Regions from separate parts of the Mus musculus genome. Here regions 1, 2, 3 and 5 are each linked to region 4. The links are chromatin contacts, called in public capture Hi-C and promoter capture Hi-C maps. All regions are on one chromosome and are shown on one strand. The core of a region is the stretch at or near the end of the contact, and the rest is flanking DNA. Distances in the headings are between cores, read along the strand shown. Region 1 overlaps Ttll11 (tubulin tyrosine ligase-like family, member 11). Region 2 holds the start of Ttll11 (tubulin tyrosine ligase-like family, member 11). Region 3 holds the start of Rbm18 (RNA binding motif protein 18). Region 4 holds the start of Stom (stomatin). Region 5 holds the start of Rabepk (Rab9 effector protein with kelch motifs).

Region 1 (2,700 bases), core at 162-2,661, 560 kb after region 4:
TTGGGCATCCCCTCTGGGAGCCTTCAGTTGGACAGTTAACTCTCTCCCCTCATCTCATGTGAGCACTTGGACAGCATGATGTATACAGAGCAGGGATTATCTCTGTGAGTCTTTCACACTAACCGGAGCACCCCTTAGAGGCCCTGGCCTCGCCTTGTCCTTAGCTACATGGCCCACACCTATCTCAGGTCTCATCTCAGTGGGTACCCAGGGAATGTGATATATTGCAAAGGAAGAAAATAACATAGTCAGAGTGGACAAGGAATGCTTTACAGAGAAAGAAAGTCTTGAGCTGTACTTTGGAAGGTACTGAATATTGAAACTAGTGAATAGGAGTGAGCAGGCCAGGCTGGCAGAGACAGAGGACCAATGGTCCAACCAGGGAGGCACTGGTGACAACCTCTGGAGAGGAAGCAGATCTGGTGTGGAAGAACCAAGGTTGAGGCACAGGGGAGCTAGGCAGCTGGATTGGGATGCGACAAACACCAGGCTAAGGTCTTGGTTTCCAAACTTGATTCCAAACTTTTATCACCAATGTCCTAGTTAACATCAAAATGAGGATAGTTGCCGATTTACAGTAACTTCAAGGTTACTGTAGGTGGGTAGGTGTGATAACTGTTGTCAGAGTAATAAACACCCATATTCTCACTTATTAAGTGACTGCTGTGTATTGGGGGCTGTTTTACACAGCTCCCTCTTGCTGGAGTGTGCAACAACTCTGGGGTATGGCTACAAACAAGCTTGCTACTTATAGCTAAAAAAATCCAGACTAGAAAAGGTTGACTTGTCGAGCTCGCCAGCTACAGTTGCTGTAAGCAGGAGCTGGAAGAAGCTCAACCCAGTCCATCTGAGAGGGAAACCCCAGCCCTTGACAGCCCCTCCATCCCCCACCCCAATACACTGATTCTCAGCTTCTGCCTGGTGATGTGTATAGGCTGTGGGGTAAGAGAGAGGGTAGAGGACACAGGAAGAGGAGAATTATACTAGGCCTTAGGAAAGCTCTATCTCTAGACATCCAACAGGAGGGTCATGGCTAAAGACAAAATTAGACACGGAGAACAAGAAAACTATACAGTTCAAGCCACAAAGTGTGTTCCCTCTGTGTGTGTTTCTGCCACATGACTGTCTACACCCAGGCTGACCTTGATATTTAAGCCAGGGTCACACTGCTGCCCTCAAGACAGCAGATGTGAGGCTCTGTGGCTGGGGCTGCCTGGGCAATGACAAGGCAGAGGCTGAAATGACAGGGCAGCTGTGTTCCTCAGCAGCAGATTACAGGAAATCTGACCACAGCAGAGCCGTGCCAGCTGTTGCTTGGCCACCATGTTTTCCAAGTCATTACTGTGGTCATGGCTGGAACAGGGTCACAGTCACATGCCCCAGATGAGTGTAATTTGGTTGGCCAGGGTTTACGCTCTGTAACGCTGCCATCTGGCCAGGTCTTGCTACAAGCAAGAAAGACCTGCCCAGCTAAGAAATAACTTCCTGCACTTGTGCCGAGTCTCAACAGTATGCAAAGTGTTTCCTGTGTCATCCATGTCTCACAGGAGTTGGGTGCTGACCCTGTAAGGCAGGGGAGGAAGCTAAGTTCCTGAAGAGTTAAGTGACTTAGGACAGGTCACGTGGCAAATGGACATCAGAACCATACCATGGAAACCTCAAGGTCTGCCCGTGTGTCTAGAGCCCAGCTAACAGCATCCTGAAAGGTGATTCAGACAGAGCAAGCAGGAGTGGACTTGGCTCTGAGTAGGTTCCAAATCCTCTCCCTTACTGCGTATCCAAGGCACTCAGAGCAACAGATACCACTTGACACCTTCTTAAAGCCTCTTCACCTACATCACTTCCCAGTGTGCACACGTGCACGTGTGCACACACACATGCACGCGCACACACACACATGCACGCACGCGCGCGCGCGCGCGCACACACACACACACACACACACACACACACACAGGTGTGAGTGTGCAGAGGGAACCTAAGACACACTAGGTGGTGAGAAAGTCTCCAGTACTTACTATACCAGAAAGGGCTTCATTCCTAGCCTGTCTCATCACCCTGGAAGCGTTTAGCGTGTGGTCAAATAGTGGCAAATGGCCATGAGGTTCTGAGCCCATTTGCTAGCTGTGACCCTAACCAAAGCAGTGGCTCCTGATCTGGACTTTCAGCCCCTACAGCTGGCCCTACCCCAACCTTGGTGGCTGTTGTTGCCTGTCTACTGCAGGACACACACATAATGACCACCCGGTCCTCCTTGCTGGGCCTCTGTGGTTTGGTCATGCTTGCCTGGCCCCATGGGATGCTCTTAGAATAGCCAAACAGGCATGGCCACACTTGTCCTCAGGGATGAACCCAGGGTGTGACCCTCACTTTGTGGTGGCCTGGGTTGGGACTTCTTTGTTCTAGCACTGTCCTGAAGTCCTCCTCAGTAGCCCTTTCTAACCATCTCCTCACGGCTATTGCAAATACCTGCTTAAGAGCTGCAGGCTCAGAGAGCAGGATTGGCATAGGACCATGGATGGGACTCGATGGGACAATTACTACTTCTCACACTGTCTCAATCCCTGGCCAGAGGCTTTCACCTGATGATCCTGCTGATGGGGGCAAAATCCCTGAGTCTCTGGATCTGGAGCAACCCAGTGTGTTTGTGGGCTGGTCAGTAGGTGTCTATCTATGAGAGAGACATTGCTCTGACCCCTC
Region 2 (2,700 bases), core at 112-2,611, 640 kb after region 4:
CTGCGCACGGAATCTTTAGTGGACCAATGGTTTCTATGCTGTAAATAAAGTCAGCTGGCTTTATTTACTCAGCCAATGAAAATAGAAACCTCTCGGATTCGTTGGTGCTTTTGTCCCACCCCGTCCCTTAAAAGGTCTGAAATGAATTCAAGGGTGATTCATCTGCTCACACATGCTTTCACCCCCACTTACTGTCACCTGCTACATCCCCCAATCAGTGTCTGCGGTGGTGGTGATGGTGGTGGTGGTAAAAGATCGTGATGAAAGTAGGTTGTCATTTGCTGAAACCTTGTGCAAGCACTAGGCACTATGCTCCAAACCGGAACGAACCGGCTTCCCTTTACCGAGGTAAACGGGACCAAAAGAAGAAAAGTAGCTTGCTCAAGGTCGCACAGCTAAGTTGAAGAGTGTAGTGAGGCGCTGGCGAGCACAAACCTGGCCCAAGAGTGGCACTCTAAGCATGAAAGTTTACTAAACTTTAAATATCACTGAAATGCAGAAAGTGAAAGGTGGCCCCTGGCCCCGGGGCCAACAGAGGAGAAGACAGGACGGATAAACCAGGATCTACAGCTTGACGAGGCCAGGGCTGCAGACATAAGAAAAGCTGTAGGGGAGCAGAGCAGAGACGGGCTGACCTGACCTGGGAAGTGGCTCCGGGGGCCAGGCCTCGGGACGACCCCCCTGTGCCCACGCGCCGGGCCGGCGGGCCTCACCTCCTTCCACCTGAGCTGGCGAAGACTGATCTTGAGCGCGTCCAGGGAGGTGCGGGCCTTGGAGCTGTCCACGGTGACCGGCCGCATCGAGCCTGCGCTCCGCCGGTAGACCCGGCTCCGGCTCCGGCCCCGTGCCTTCACGAGCTGGCTCAGGGCCCGCGCCGCCGGCCTCGGCTGGGCCAGGGGCAGCGCTGGTGGCAGCCGCCGGACGACGCGGGCCTCTCCTTCCTCGGGCGCGTGGCGTCGCGTCGGGGTCGGGATCCGGCCCACGTCCTTGGGCTGCTCCTCCAGCTCCAGGCGCTCTGGATCCCCGGCCGCGCCAGCGTCCACGCCCTGCTGCTTCTCAGTCTCCGCCGGTAGCGACTCGGTCGCCGCTGCTGTCGCCGCCGCCGCCGCCGCCGCGTCCGCCTCCCACTCAGCCTCCGGCTTCTTCTCCGGGCTGCTGCGCCGCATGACGCTCAGGGCCGGTGCCGGCGCCACAGCCACCGCCGCCGCCGCTGCTCCGCCGTCCCGGCCCGCGACCAAACTGCCGCCGCCGTCGCCGCCGCCGCCGCCGCCACGCGCTCCCCGCCCGAGCCCGTTGCCATGATCTCTCAGGCCCCGGTTGACAGGGATAGTCGCCGCCTCGGGACGGGGCCCCGCAAGGGACAATCGCCTGCCGGGCCCGGCGACCTCACAAGCGAGCGCGTCCACGTGACCAGGCCTGTCACAGAGGTGGCGATAGCCATCTTGGAAGAGGGCAGCTTGTCACACATGCAGAGTTTCTGAGCACTCAGGGACTGGCTAGGAATGATTTATAGTGGGGCTGAGGGTAAAAGAGGTTGCGCTCCTGTCTCGCTCCCGAGCTTGGAAAGGGAAGGACTTGGGAAGAGCGGCATCTTCCTCAAACACGAGACTTAGTTTCCCCAGTCCTACTACATTCATCGACTCCTTTTCTGTGAGCCTCAGACTGAGGCTGGAGGCCACCTTTGTCGGTTTTCAGGTCTCTCCCATGAGATGGAGAAGCCCTTCAGATTCCTAGACTTGTAGAGGGCAACACTTTTTATTACAATAAAAACATATAACAAAACGTACTAATTATTTTTAAATTTATTATGTGTGTGGTGTGTATAATTTTGCCTACATGTATGTATGTGTACTATGCATGTTCCTGGTGGAGAAGGAGGCCAGAAGAGAGCATCAGATTCCCTGATGTGACCTGCTGCGTGGTTCCAGGAAATGAATGGCAGATGAGCCTTCATCTCCAGCCCTCATTTAATCTATTTTTAATTCACTCTTCAGTGGCATTCAGTGCATTCATACTGTGGTGCAAACCATCTCTACCATTCATCTTCAGAACTTTTCATATTGAAAGCATACCCATAAACTAACTCCTGGGATTCCCACCCCACAGCCCTGGTCACCACAAGTCTATTTCCCCCTTGAATCTAACTACTGGGGTACCTCTTGTTTTTATCTTATTTGGCTTCACAAGGTTTTTGTTTTTGTTTTTCATCATAGTGGGTGTCAGAATTTTACTCCATCATAAAGCTTACAAATATTCTATGTGTGCGTGCACAATTATTCTTCCATAGACCTTTCTGCGGACTTTTTGGTTATTTTAATCCCTTGACTCTTGTGACTAATAGTGCCATTAACATTCATGTACAAGTATTTCTTTGAGCCCCTCCTTTCAGTTTTTCATGGCTGCCATACTTTGTTGTTGTTAAGATGGTCTCTTTAGCAGGCCTGGCTGTCCTGAAACTCACTATATAGACCACTTGGTATCAAACTCACAAAGTTCTGCCTGCCTCTGCCTCCTGAGTGATGAACTCCTATACCCAACTAAGGTAGGCATAAAAATGTAGAGTTGATCTAGAAGAGGGTCCTCTCCTGCCTGAGGGAGCCACATTTGGGTTAACTTGAAAGTTTCAGAAAATGGGGTTAGAAAGTCGTAACAGCAGCCTGGACTGACCAGTGGCCGTGGTTGCACTTCAGTGAGTTCTGC
Region 3 (2,700 bases), core at 177-2,676, 800 kb after region 4:
GGTAAAGGGACAGAGACGATAGCTGCCTATACCAGACTTCAGACCTCCCTCCTAGGAAAAAAAAACAAAAAAAACAAAAACCCAAACCCCCAAACCAAAACATGTATCTTCTGTATCTAGAAGTGCCTCAAGCTCTGCCTTGTACGAAATACTCTCCATTCTCGGATATTTTTGAAAAAGAGAACTAAATTTAAAAACGGCAAAATATTGAAGTAATTGACAGATACTGAGACAGGCACTATCATTTAACGACTCTTCAGTTTAGTTCCCTTATGAGGAGAGTACCTCATTAAAGTCTGTAGCTCTGCCAAATTCTACCCCTAATGCCTTCAGAACCATGCTGAGAACTCACCCAACACTGAGAAAGCTGTGTGACTGGGGGTTGCACTACTTCAGACTGAGAATGCTGGATTTGAATGCTAGAACTTCTGATGTTCTCACGTCTAAAAACAACTGTAACACCAAAAAGATACTTAAACATGCCAAAGAGGCCATGTATAAATAGGAAGAGTACAGGACATGGGGCTAGAGAGACTCGACTCAAAATCAACTTTTCCAACTACTGTGCCTTTAGTAACAGTCCCTCCCTTAGGTATCTTCCTCAGGATCTCTGCTCCTGTGTGTGAACACAATGAGTAGTTTACTTTTTGCCTATGTTTCTAAAATAATAAAAGCTCCTATGGCATAGGGCCTTGATCATGGTTCTCTATGCCCAGCATATTGTACACTGCCTGGCTCAGAGTTGGCACTATTTTCAATTCTCTTCTTTCCTGAGATGGAGACAAATTCCTGCATCACGTGGTCATTTTAAATAAGAATATACATGTGACAGCTCAGCTCATGAAATTTTGAGAAACAAACAGTAAAGTCTAATAAGTTAGTATGTGACTATCAAGTCTTTTGGGGGTTGCAAAGGCGACAACTCCTTTGAGTAACATGTTCACAAATGCCAATCTACTCCTCCCGGCTGAGCGGTATCTACTCTAAAAGTCAGGAGGGGACTGGGGTCGCTTATTCTTACACGTTAACCACGGGGTCAGGCCAACAACCACGGCACCCCGATTCCTGGCAGCGAAGTCACTAATGGGATTGTTATTTCCGGCCAGAGACAGGACAATCCGGGGCGGGGCCTAGAAGCCTGCGGGTGAGGATGGTTTTCGCCAAGGCCCCGCGGCCAGGATGGCACTGAGCTTCGGGTACTCACCTGCTAGCCTCAGAGCTGTGCCCTCAGCTCATGCCCCGAAAGCAGCTTCCGACGCTGGGGTCCGAGCGAAGGACCTGAGGTTACCTCTGCCGAAACACCGCTCGCCGCCTGGCCGCCCGTGACGCACTACGCCTGCGCCGCCGCGCTGGCCCGTGACGTCATGACGCCCGCACCTCCGCTGTCCCGCGTGTGTTTCTCTATAGTCCCGGCCGTAGCTGGTGAGTGGCCTTGAGTGTGTGTGGGGGTCGGCTCTCAAGGAGTGGGCGGGATTCGAGCTCTGGTGACACTTTTCTAGGCTCTCGGAGGGACCTCGTAGGGCTAGGATACTATCCGTGACTGGTTCAGCAGAGTTCGGCTGGACCTTAAGGCCGGGGGCGGGACTTCTATGCTCACAAGGGTGGGGCGGGGCCATTGTCACTCAGCCGACATTTAGAGCCTTGCCTGGGAACTTGGTAAATAGTTCCTGATGCTTAAGACGTCACCTGACAGGAATAATGCCTTTTCCAAACAACCCTACACGCGGAGGTGTAATTATTCCCGGTGGTGATGAAGAAACAAAAACTCAAGCGCTGTCTTTACCAAGGTCGCGCGTCTCCCAAGTGATGAAGTTTGAATTCCACCCAGGCCTGAGTCGAATGCCTGGGGCTTTTAAAATCATCATTCTGCTGACCAGTGGGCAAACAGTTGTCATTTCGATGGTGCTTCATCATTCCCGTGACTCTGGCACATTTTACAGATTAAGATCACATACTTAGGAAGCACTAGAAGCAGGACAGTTGCCTAGGCCATCTCAAAGTTTGGTGCTTTTTTTTTTTTTTTTCCTTCTCATTCCTGTGTTTTTATTAACTCACACACAACTACTTGTCTTCTGGATTGTTGAAGCAGTAAGGCAGGCAACACTCACCACAGTAATGTCTGTCAAGGTAACTAGCCATGAACACTCTAGCCCCATGTTGATCAGGAGGACATTTTCATCCACTTTATAGTATTTCAGCACAGCCAACTTAACCTTCTTATTCTTATTCTTCTTGGCAGTGCTATAACCCTTTATCCTTTTCTCAGGACCACCATGAAGTCTCAGCACACCTTTTGAATGTTACAGTCAAAGTATGGCCATCTTTCAGCTGCTTGCCAGCAAAGATCAGCCTCTGCTGAGAGAAGGAATTCCTTCCTTATCCTGGATCTTGGCCTTAACATTTTCTATAGTGTCCGAGGATTCAACCTTTACTGAGACCTTCCATAAGGGTCTTCGTCTCTTCCTCTTGTAAGGTCTGCATGCTCGGGGTGGTTTCACCACAGATGGTGGATCGGATCCACAGTGCTTTCTCTTTTGACCACATTCCATTGAAATTCCCAGAATCTTAGAGAACCCATAGTTGGAAAGCCAGGAAACTTGATTTGATTCCTTCAGTGAATGGCCGAGGATACAAAACCAAATTAGGAGAAATTATTTGCTATAGTTCTCATCTGGGGTAGAGCTGTGATCCATGCTCTTT
Region 4 (2,700 bases), core at 196-2,695:
TAGTGCTTAGCCTATTAAGGGTCAGTTTTGCTATGGCTCTCTTTAATTTTGCTATGCTCCCAGTTGGGGGAAGGGTTAAAGTATGGAGAATGATACACACACAGGCTTTTCTGCATAATCCCGAGGATGGAATCCTGTAGGTTTCCTATTACAACACTCTGGAGCCATCTGAGATCCTCAAGATTCGCCTGAGAAAGAGTTAAAGATGCTTCTGGGCAGGGGGATGGGCGTTAGATGGGAGGCCAGGTTGGCTTTGCAAATAATCCGAATGGATGACAGCTGTCTCCGCAGGATGATGGAAAAGCCCACTCAGCCTCCTAAATCTCTTCCACCGTGTCATTCTCCCTGAAATTCCATCTTTAGAAATAATTCCTTTAGATTAGTAAAGCTCCCAGGAGGATAGCAGGACTCCTGCGAGGTTTATTTTCTCTTACTGGGCATCTCCTGACCCCAAGGAGTTATACAATTTAAAGGCTCAAGGAGGTAGTTCGCTCAAGGGCTCTAATTTTTTTATAGAAGATAGCCTGAGGGCCTGCTAACAGTTCTTGCCTTCAAAACTAGGAAGGCTCCAGAAGAGTGGTGAGCTATTTACCTGGAAGGAGAGATCTCTAAGACAAAAGTGGACACAGTATGGGACAGACAATGGAACTGGAAGGAAAGCCAGGGAGACCTCCTTTCTTCTGCCTATACCGCCTACTGTGTCATAGGTTGAAGCCTAGCCCTTTACTAGGAAATTGATTAGTTTCCCGAAGCTGGGGACGGCAGGAAGAGGGTGGGAGTTCTTCCCTGGTTCAGAGGACTGTGGATCACGTAGGGATTGCTGAAGGCTACTTGTTGGGACTGCTTGCTTCCCCTCCCAGGCGCTGGGGCAGAAAAGAAACAAGAATGAGCAGAGGAGGCTGAAGCTGCAGAAGAGGCGCCTCTACCACTCCTGGCTGCCAGGGTCTGTCCTGGTCTGCGTGCACCGCCCGAGATAAAGAAGCGCTGGTGATAGGCACCTGGCATCTAGGACCCAAAGGATAAGCCAGTTCTTGCCTGCTAGGGTGCCGAGCAATGGATACACGCCCCTGCCGCGCGAGTGCGCCCTCTTGACTGCCATGCAGGCTGCACCCCAGCACCCCCAAATCATCATGTATCAGCCCGAGAACCCAGGAATGAAGAAGACGACGGCTCTGCGAAGCGCACACAGTGCAGTGGAGGCACGCCGGCGGTCTGCGGGGGTTCTCACTGCAGGCGGTGGGTCTCGGGACCCAGAGGGGGGCTTGAAGAGGCTGTGCGGGGGACGAGAGACTCACCTCTGAAGGACTCAGGGATCCGCTGAGACTGGACATGGCTGGACTGCCGTTTGTCAGACATAGTGCTGGAGTCAGAGTCGCTCAAAAACTCGTCAGTTCCCAAAGCCGGAGCTTTACTGAGAGCCGTTAGCAACGAAGGGGCTCAAGCTCTGGTGCAGTCCCGCCCCCAGCTGGCGGCCCGCCCAATAGGTGCCCGGGAATGGAGGAGAAGACACGCCTCTCCCGCCCTCAGAGTGCGTGACCGGAGGGGGCGTGGCCTGAAGGGGGTGTTGGCAGGCAGATACTAGGAGGGTAAGACAGTGAGGCCAGAATGCTTAAGGCCCTGCCAGAGTCTCGCTCCAGCTTCCAGTGGGTTGATCCGAGGAGAAGCTGTGAGAACAGGGCGGGGCTGAGGAGCGGTGCAAGGCATCCTGTGATTCCAGGCATTAGTGAGGGGGAAGGCGTCCTCTTGTAGTGGGGGTCTTGCAGATTGAGGGGCGTGCTGAGGGTGCTGAGTATAGCCTGGTACATCGGGTAGGCAGTGAGAGGAAGGAGTTCGCGTCAATGCTCTTGCCCCAAAGAAGACCAATTTCCAGGCGGTACATTACTTTTTTCAGACAAAATTAACTTACGGAGCGCTTGGCCTCTAGCAGGCGAGGGCCTCCCAGTTGATGCAGTGGGCAGAGGTGGACACAGTGCCAGCCCTCGTGAAGTTTGTATTATACCACAAACAAACAAGCTAAGGGTGTTTCGAAAGCAACAGCACGGAGCCCATTTGATTAATCAAAACCGAAAGGCTTCTTTCTATAAATAAGGATGTGGCCCGTGAAAAATGTCCCCTGAAAGAGCCAACCTTGGAATGGGGGCAGACTTATTCATGAGAGGTGAAAGGTCGGGCCTGGATTCTAAAATTACATTTTACAGTGTCCAGGCTCTGGAGGAAGCACTTGCCAGAACCCTCCCAGTCTCAAGTTGCCTCCCTTGCAGTTTGTAACTGAAAACCTCATGTTTGAAAAATCACTGCTGGTTTTTTTTTTTGTTTGTTTGTTTTTGTTTTTGTTTTTCTCCCTGGACTGTCCCAATGCAAACTGTTCAGGGAAATATTAAGGTACACAAAATAAACTTTTAAAAGGCATTTTATTTTGAATAAACATAGAATCACAGAAAGCTGAAAAGACATTATAGTGGTCACAAGGACCCTCTATTCATGTTACTCCTATAGTTAAATCTGTTTTATGTGCAGTCTCAAAATAGGAAATTGGCCCTGACAGAATAAGTATTCAAATATGCCATTTTATCACATGTATATACATTCTTATAAACACAGTTATAAAGATACAGAGCTAGTTCATCACTGCTGAGAGCTCCCTCTTGGAAACATTCTCTCTCTCTCTCTCTCTCTCTCTCTCTCTCTCTCTCTCTCTGA
Region 5 (2,700 bases), core at 184-2,683, 540 kb before region 4:
AACCAAGTTTTCTGGTCTCTATCTTTTTGCTGTTATTTTCGGACAGGATCTCACTCTGTGGCTTTTTGGGGCCTTGCCTGCAATACTGGGCTTTCTGTTGCTCCTCTGACTTTCATAACTTGCACTGCCTCACCCAGTGGGAATTTAATAAAATTAACAAGCATTCTGTGGTAATTACTGCCGCCCCTATCTTTCCTTCCTGTAAATTTTCACACTGCTAGTGGATATTTAAAGCCAGTTTCAAGGAGTTGGCATGGCTCTGTGGTAGAGTGTCTGTTTAGCATGGGCAAAGCTCTGGGTTCAAGTCCCAGAAAATTTCAAAGGTTATTTAAAGAGATTACCCCTTTCCAGTCTCTCAAGTTACTGCTCCTGCCTCAGGGATTAGCAATATACATCACATACACCCTCGGCAGGAAGGCTTAATCAGGACTTGGGTTTAGACCACAATATATATGACTGTATCCATTTAACCACCATATTACAGGAGTCATTCTGAACGTAATTATCTTTTCTTTTAAACTCATTACTCATTTAGAGACACGGTCTTATGTACCTTAGGCTAGCCCCCACTCATTATGTAGCCAAGGATGACCCTGAACTTCTGCTTCTCTTGCTGCCACCTCCCAAAAGCTGGAATTACAGGCAAACACCACCATACCTTTTTATGCCTTCTGGAGATCAAACCCAGGGCTAAGTTCTCGATAGGCAGGCAGTCTACCAATTGAACTACACCCTTACATCCCTGAATGTAACTATCTATTTAAAAGTCTGTAATCGGCCAGGCATGGTGGTGCACTACATGGCACTAGAGAGGCTTGAGGCAGCAGAGGCCAGCTTGAGCTACACAGTGAGACTTGTCTCAAAATAAAAGTAACAGAAAAGTATCGAAACTAGATTCCAAAATGTTAGCATGTCCGGCCTTCTGATTCATTCCGATAACTTACCAATGGACCTGCAGAGTGTAGAAGTGAAGGACAAACGAATGAAGAAAGGGAATTAAAGGAGAGTTGGGCCGATGAGGCCCACAAGCGGGCTAGGCTAATGACCACAGGGTCAGCCCAGAGCTTAGAGGGGCCGGCGTGGCGGGGACTCTCCTAGCCACCTCCTTTGCGTCCCCTCTGCCGGCCACATCTCCGCGCGAAAGAAGTCGGGGTCAGGGAGAAATGGCTGCCAGCTTTCCCCAAAACTGACCGGCCGGAGACCATGGGTACTACCCCTCCCACCCAGTTCAAGCCTACTGCCTTAAGAGACCTCCAGCCCAGCACCTATTACCTGCCGCAGCCCCCGCATGTCCTGGACGTGGCTCCACCCATGGGGCGGAGCTTAGGAGCCCGTCCTCTTCCCCAGTCCCGGAAGCGCGTCCAGGCCAACCGCTCTACGCCTCCGGGTCTCCGGGACTACGCGCCAAACTTAGTCAGGGCCTCCCGGAACTCTGCGTACTGGTTGGCATCCGGTCCATAACTCCAATTTCGGGTCCCGACGGAGTTTGTTACAGCAGTCCTTAGTAGTGACTTCTGAAGGGGAAGGATGGGTTGGAACTCACGTAAGCCAGGCTGACCTTGAATTCTGCTTCAGGCTCCCGAGTGAGATTTCCTGCATGCCATAGGATGCTAGGTTTTGCCTGTGCAGGTTTGAGGTTGGTTCAAACTGTGGATCCTAAAGCGGGTTATTTCCATAATCGCTGTTTGTGGTTACAGCACGTTCCAGACCACAGGCCCTGGGCTTTCCGGGAGCTCACAGGCTGAGCAGAGAGATTAAACACGAAGGACAACTAGGAGGTCCTATTGTAAACGCTGAAGAATAAAAAGTTCATTGACACTGTATGTTCTTGGGGAAAGTTATTAATACTTTTGGTGTCTTCTCTCAGCGACACACAAATTTTAAGATTTCCATAGAGGTTGTAGTCGGGAATTTTTATGGAGGCCCAGAGCTGGTCCTTTGTAAAAGCCGTGATTATTTTTATCTAGACACAAACTACCTCTGTTGACAGCTTCATCTGCATCCTCTCTGATCTATGTCCTAGCTATAGGTGCCCCGTGACTTTCCTAAAACAAAGATAGCTCGCCTATGTGCCTATGTGTGAACAGAGTACCATACTCTGAGCTCACTAACTTCCCTCAGAACTCAAGACAGCCTAGAAACAGAAGTAGTGTGTCTTTAGTGGGAGAGGGAAGACAGACTGGCTTCAAACAAGCTCCCGCACTAAATGGGAAATGTCTGACGAGTCTGCTCCTCTCTGAACCCTAGTTTACTCATAGATAGAATGGGAATAGCAATATCGGAACACAGCTGTCTAGAGAATTTACTAGTGCAAGTAAAAGAAAAACTTGGGTTTTAATTTTGAGACAGGGTCTCATGCAGTCCAGGCTTGCCTCCCATCTCACTGTATACCTGAGGATGGTCTTGAACTCCTGATTCTGCTGCCTCCACCATACAAATGCTGTGATTTACAGAAAAGATTTACAATGCTCCCACTCCAATTTATTTATTTAGTTACTTGAAAATATAACCAAAATTCATGGACAAAGTAAAATTGGGCTACAGCTCTCTTCACAACTTTGCCATTATATTTCCAATACCTGAGTCTTTGTGATTGCCTGTAATTATCAGAAAGCTCCCATAGACTGCCAAAGAATTTAGAGGTATGCACTCACTCTGCTTTCTTTTTTTTTTTTTTTTAAGATTTATTTATTATATGTA

The links. Promoter capture Hi-C pulls out the DNA fragments that hold promoters and counts their contacts. Capture Hi-C pulls out chosen DNA fragments and counts their contacts.
Region 1: a promoter capture Hi-C map of pre-B cells shows a contact between it and region 4, with 3 times the contacts expected there. The contact joins the enhancer-like site here to the promoter of Stom in region 4. A contact is called at or near these places in 8 of 39 promoter capture datasets (the 3T3-L1 cell line, the C10 cell line, cranial neural crest and 5 more) and 1 of 9 other capture datasets (embryonic stem cells).
Region 2: a contact with region 4 is called in a promoter capture Hi-C map of pre-B cells, with 6 times the contacts expected there. The contact joins the promoter of Ttll11 here to the promoter of Stom in region 4. A contact is called at or near these places in 3 of 39 promoter capture datasets (the C10 cell line, liver and pre-B cells) and 2 of 115 datasets of contacts at active chromatin or transcription factors (large pre-B cells and pro-B cells).
Region 3: a promoter capture Hi-C map of pre-B cells shows a contact between it and region 4, with 3 times the contacts expected there. The contact joins the promoter of Rbm18 here to the promoter of Stom in region 4. A contact is called at or near these places in 4 of 39 promoter capture datasets (the C10 cell line, HPC-7-derived erythroid cells, liver and 1 more) and 1 of 9 other capture datasets (liver).
Region 5: a contact with region 4 is called in a capture Hi-C map of macrophages, with 3 times the contacts expected there. The contact joins the promoter of Rabepk here to the promoter of Stom in region 4. A contact is called at or near these places in 2 of 39 promoter capture datasets (3T3-L1-derived adipocytes and pre-B cells), 1 of 115 datasets of contacts at active chromatin or transcription factors (pancreatic cancer cells) and 1 of 9 other capture datasets (macrophages).

The regions. Positions count from the first base shown.
Region 1 is chr2:35,897,675-35,900,374 of GRCm38.p6, forward strand. All of the region lies in intron 4 of Ttll11 (tubulin tyrosine ligase-like family, member 11), which reads right to left. All of the region lies in intron 2 of Gm35396 (predicted gene, 35396), which reads left to right. Among named protein-coding and RNA genes, the nearest start is that of Gm35396, 15 kb to the left of the region's middle. Within about 2 kb of position 1,412, at least 91 of the 459 cell types and tissues checked have an H3K27ac peak or open chromatin away from gene starts, as enhancers often do. A contact at or near this core is called in pre-B cells, where this site is marked.
Region 2 is chr2:35,978,459-35,981,158 of GRCm38.p6, forward strand. It overlaps Ttll11 (tubulin tyrosine ligase-like family, member 11), which reads right to left and starts at 1,362. Exons shown (of 10, transcript NM_029774.3): 1 at 714-1,362. The coding sequence starts at 1,166.
Region 3 is chr2:36,135,278-36,137,977 of GRCm38.p6, forward strand. It overlaps Rbm18 (RNA binding motif protein 18), which reads right to left and starts at 1,427. Exons shown (of 6, transcript NM_026434.4): 1 at 1,205-1,427. Mrrf (mitochondrial ribosome recycling factor) reads left to right here and starts at 1,121. Exons shown (of 7, transcript NM_026422.2): 1 at 1,121-1,422.
Region 4 is chr2:35,335,564-35,338,263 of GRCm38.p6, forward strand. It overlaps Stom (stomatin), which reads right to left and starts at 1,446. Exons shown (of 7, transcript NM_013515.2): 1 at 1,296-1,446. The coding sequence starts at 1,356.
Region 5 is chr2:34,798,479-34,801,178 of GRCm38.p6, forward strand. Rabepk (Rab9 effector protein with kelch motifs) reads right to left here and starts at 1,434. Exons shown (of 8, transcript NM_145522.4): 1 at 1,273-1,434. The coding sequence starts at 1,290.